2 separate regions of the Danio rerio genome follow, and region 2 is linked to region 1. A link is a contact called in public HiCAR-type data. All regions are on one chromosome and are shown on one strand. Each heading gives the region's core, a stretch centred on a gene start, on an enhancer-like site or on the middle of the called end of the contact. The rest is flanking DNA. Distances are from core to core; before and after follow the strand shown. Region 1 has its middle 24 kb from the start of mych. Region 2 overlaps ptprt (protein tyrosine phosphatase receptor type T).

The links. HiCAR-type assays count read pairs that join an accessible place to other places.
Region 2: a HiCAR-type map of caudal fin shows a contact between it and region 1, with 12 times the contacts expected there. The contact joins two enhancer-like sites. A contact is called at or near these places in 2 of 18 Hi-C or Micro-C datasets (both in embryo) and 1 of 4 datasets of contacts at active chromatin or transcription factors (caudal fin).

The regions. Positions count from the first base shown.
Region 1 is chr6:53,119,266-53,121,965 of GRCz12tu, reverse strand. No RefSeq gene overlaps it. Among named protein-coding and RNA genes, the nearest start is that of mych, 24 kb to the right of the region's middle. Within about 2 kb of position 1,410, at least 27 of the 62 cell types and tissues checked have an H3K27ac peak or open chromatin away from gene starts, as enhancers often do.
Region 2 is chr6:54,018,648-54,021,347 of GRCz12tu, reverse strand. The region is part of intron 6 of ptprt (protein tyrosine phosphatase receptor type T); the gene reads left to right. Among named protein-coding and RNA genes, the nearest start is that of ptprt, 160 kb to the left of the region's middle. Within about 2 kb of position 1,362, at least 11 of the 62 cell types and tissues checked have an H3K27ac peak or open chromatin away from gene starts, as enhancers often do.

The sequences.
Region 1 (2,700 bases), core at 161-2,660:
CTATGTTACATTAAGTTATGGTAAGTTATATTGTTTTGATTGTTAAGTTATGTTGTTACATTACATTAAGTTGTTATGTTAAGTTGTTACGTTGTGTTGCATTGTTACGTTGCATAACGTTACTTTGGTTGTTATGTTGGTATGTTAAGCTACGTTAAATAAATTATGTTAAGTTGTTATGTTAAGATATGTTATGCTCTGTTACATTAAGTTATGGTAAGTTATGTTATTTTAATTGTTAAGTTACGTTAAGTTATGTTACATTAAGCTATTACGTTAAGTTGTTACGTTGTGTTACGTTAAGTTATGGTAAGCCATGTTAATTTTGGTTGTTATATTGGTATGTTAAGTTACGTTAAATTATGTTAAGTTATGTCACCTTAAGTTACATTAAATTACGTTAAGTTATGTTATTTTGGTTGTTATGTTACATTAAGTTTAATTATAGAATATTTTGAAATTATATTATATTATATTATATTATATTATATTATATTATATTATATTATATTATATTATATTATATTATATTATATTATATTATATTATATCAGAGATGTAAATAAAACTGCGTAAATTTTATTGGTATAATATAGAACTTTATTAATATTATTATTATTATTATTATTGTTATTATTATTTTCCTATAACCTATGGGATAAAGTAATTCTATTTTAATATTAATATATTCCTTTTCTTGTCATTTGTTCTAGTTTTTCAGTGTGCCCTGACCTCAGTGTGTGTGTGTGTTCGTCCTAGTGCTTTAGGCCGTTGTGAATCTGACAGAGGCGTTCACCTCCAGGAGCTCAGATCTGCACCCCCGCAGTGGAGGAAGCGGCCCCGAGGAAAGGCCTCATGCTGGAGGCTCAGGGGCCCTGCGGCTCCCCAACAATCACACTTCTTGGAAGATTCCTGGAAGCTTCACTGATTAACCATTCATCTTTTTTTCACGACAGCCAGCATGAACGTCACATTCACTATGAAAAAGAGTGAGTTTTCCTTTTCTTTTTTTTTTGCACGTGCACATGACTGTGATACCCGTGCAACTGACTGGTTGAACAGCATTTTGCCACCTCAGAATGTAAAAAAAAAAGTAATATATTGCGTAAAGCCGTTAACATGTCAACACAAGCTTCTATCATTCCTCTGTCAGCCTGAAAGCTTTTGCGCGGAAGAATCTTTGCGACACGATTGGACATTGTGGCAGTAAATCCACATAAATTCCATTAATGTTTAAAGACACTCGATCGGCTTCTTCGCCTAATTAACCTCGCTGTGACTGAACTCTCATTATGCTCCGAGGGCACGAATAAAAGGGGGTTTAACATGCACAAAAGAATGAGGCTTCTGATAGTCAGGAAAGTGGATACAGGCTGACCTTTGGCCTTCGGGGGATTAGGCTTCATTAGGAGGCGACCCTAAAACCTCAGTCCACCCGTGTGCTCATCTCACTGGGATTACTGATCTTTGACCACAGGCTCTGTGGCCATTTACAAGCATGTTATCAACGTGTAGGGTGTGTGTGTGTTTATACTGGTCTTAACTTTAAACAAGGCTCAAATACTAATGGTAAACATTTGATCTTTAACATTATGTGGCACTTTTAAAATAAAGGGTTGTATAATGGGGTTTTGTAGTGATTTATTTGAGGACATGTTTTTGTTCCTTAAACCTCAAAAGGACCATTTTCTATTTTTTTTTAAATTAGACAAATGAAAATTAGTATGAAGGACTTTTTTTTCTGCATCTGAAAGATTCCACATATGTTAAAGTTCTAAATGGAACCATTAATTCCAATAAAGAACCAAAATAGTGTAATTATGTTGGCTGTTTAGTTGTGTATATGATTGGATACCAAAATATTGCAAAATGTAAAAATTGCATATAAACATGGACCAGGATTATGTTAGTTAACTATAACTGCCACTAATAATACTATAAATACCACTAAGCATTAAATTAATACACATTTCGGGTATATAGAAACACAAAAATGTTTTAAAACAATTGAAATAAATAAATATATATATATATGTGTATATATATATATATATATATATATATATATATATATATATATATATATATATATATATATATATATATATATATATATATAAATATATATATACATATATATATATATATACATATATATATAATATAATTTTCACAACTTATATAATTCACAACTAATCTTGCTCTAAGTAATTAGTAATTACAGTATTGTATATCTTCACTGTAAAATGTACAGTAATTTTCACAATGCAACTTTAAAATACAGTAACATACCGCATAATTGTTTTACAGTAAAATACAGTTCATGTTACAGGTAAATACAGTGCCATTTAAAAAAATAACAATGCACTGTTAACAATGTTCTGTAGAATCTACAGTAACTTACTGTAAATCAATTACAGCAAAATTACTGTATTTACTTTTACAGCACAACTTATCTTGCTCTTTGTATTTACAGTAATGCATGTCTTTACTGTAAAATGTACAGTAATTTTAACAGTGCACCTTTAAAATAGAGTAACACACTGTATAATTGTCCTACAATAAAATACAGTTCATATTACAGTTAAATACTGTGTCATTTACAAAAATCATTTATAGTGCACTATTAACAAGGTCCTGTAGAATCTACAGTAAATTACTGTAAATCAATTACAGCAAAAATACTGTATTTACATTTAC
Region 2 (2,700 bases), core at 113-2,612, 900 kb before region 1:
ATTAGGGGCTTTTGAAAATGACCTTTCATGCTGTGTGTAACATTAATTCATTCATTTTCTTTTCAGCTTAGTCCCTTTATTAATCTGGGGTCGCCACAGCGGAATGATCCACCAACTTATCCAGCATATGTTTTTACACAGTGGATGCCCTTCCAGCTGCAACCCATCTCTGGGAAACATATATACACATTTATCCACACTCATACACTGCAAACAGTTTAGCTTAACCAATTCACCTGTACCGCATGTTTTTGGGGGAAACCGAAGCACCCAGAGGAAACCCACGTGAACACAGGGAGAACATGCAAACGCCACATACTGTAGAAACTCTGACCCAGCCGAGGCTTGAACCAGCGACCTTCTTGCTGTGAGGCGACAGCACTGCCTACTGCGCCACTGCATCGCCCTGTGTGTAACATGTGAAGTGAAATGTCCATCTTATGCTTTAATCTGAAAGTGTTTAAAAGTATTGATTCATCTAAATAGTCGACTTAGAGTGGTTTAAATTAATCGTCTGGGTAATGAATCTTTAACCATGTCGACGTGATGTTGACACAAAACTTAAGCCCCGCCCATTTGTTGCGCGCACAGACCCGGGAAAACTCGCTGATCGCAGTTGACCAATTGCAACAGACTACGTCATCGGACCAATCAGCGCAGATAAGCATTGTGCTGAGGAGAGGTTTGGGAACAAATGAATCGCTGAACAAATCATATGGTTGCCGTTGGGATAATTAGGTAAAAATAAATGCATATTATAAGACAATAAAAGTGTTTTTTTACCTTGTCTGCAAATCAGCCTGGTGTTGGAGACCCTCAAAACCAAAACATGACCTTCTTAATGCATAATAGGGGCTCTTTAAAGCTCTAATATGGCCAAATGTTGTGATCTGGAAATGCTAAATAGGATTTATCAGTGACTAAATGATACTCAAGGAGTGATCTAAAGAAATGAGTGAAGTTGGTTTTCCAGCAGTGCATATTTCCATCAGTGACTTACTATAGAAGCTGTCAGACCAGAGCAGACAATAGACAGAGCGATAGACGAAAAAAGATTGATAGAGGGAGATGATGTGGAGAACGGTAGTGGATTTAGCAGCCTATCCCAACACACATCAGTCTTGTTTACTGATTTCCAGGCTCCAATAAAGCACAGCTACAGCTTCTAAGAGTCTCCCGCCGTGAGCTGCCGGAATCACGCTCTCACACTGGGGACCCGACTGCTAAGAGCCCTCTGCTCTTCCCTTTCTCCCACCGTCTCTGTCTTCCCACTTTTTCTTCCCCCTGCTTTTCTCAGTCTCCTCCTCCTCCCATGTCTCCAGAATTCATCACACCTTCTGCTGACACGCTGCTTTCATTAAAGCCACGCGCGGGCCCCTCTGCTGACTTACACGTCTCTGCTCTGGTTTTACATGCCTCGGTGAACACACTCCCAGTGATGCATTTACACTTATAGACTCACACTCGCTCGGTGGGACAGAACGCTGCCGAGTGGCTCGGGTCAAGAATTGGAGCTTGTCATTAACAGGACGAAAACATGCATCTGTTCTCTGCGGGCAAACAGAGAGCGTTGTTTGTCCACATCTGCTTTGATTGGTTCTTTGTTCACTGATCTCTCATGAACTCAATCCTCATTGTGTAATTCTATTCATTTGTTCGTTTTTCTTTGCATAATCTTGATTTATCAGGGGTTGCCACAGCGGAATGAACCGCCAACTACTCTGGCTTATATTTTATGCTGTAGATGCCCTTCCAGCCGGAACCCAGTACTGGGAAACACTCTCACAATCTCACACACACACACTGTTACGTCCTTTTAGATGTTAATATTAAACTAGGAGTAGATGACATAACATACAATAGTTTAATGTGTGTGACAAGCGCATGGAGAAAGAAATAAACTGAAAACCAAATTTCACTGCAATTATTTATTGCCCATACATCCATTGAAACCAGTGAAAATATATTATACTGTGAAAGAAAAATATCTTTAAGTTTATATTTTTTTAATATATTGTTTAAAATATTGTTTAATATTTTTAAATGTCACTTTAAGCTGTATAGAAGTGTCTTGAAAAATATCTAGTCATATATTATTTACTGTCATCATGACGAAGATAAAATCAACAATTTTTAGAAATGAGTTATTAAAACTATTATGTTTAGAAATTTTGGGGGAAAAAAAATCTTCTCTCTGTTAAACAGAAATTGGTGAAAAATTATTCAGGGGGGCTAATAATTCTGACTTAAACTGTATATAACAGTAATTTATGAAATGTAAGAGGTTTATTAATATAGTTAAGACAAATTGTACAAACATTAAAAACAAATCTAACAAAAGTGAGTACAATGATACAATTTTATTAGTGCAAATATGAATGTGTATCATGGCTTTAAATGTTTTTGTGCTGCCTCAGGGTTGTAGTCTGGTGGAGGCATTTTTTCAAGTGGTGTTCCCAGGAAAAGCTTATGAGTGTACACTCATACACTACAGCCAGTTTAGTTTATTCAATTCATCAAACCACATATCTTTGAACCTGAACACCCAGAGAAAACCCACATGGAGTAGAACAAGCAAACTCTACACAGAAATGCCAACTGGCCCAGATGTGACTCAAACCAGTGACTTTCTTGCTGTGAGGTGACAGTGCTAACCCCTGAGCCACCATGCCGGTGGTTGGGCATTTTCCTAAAGACTTT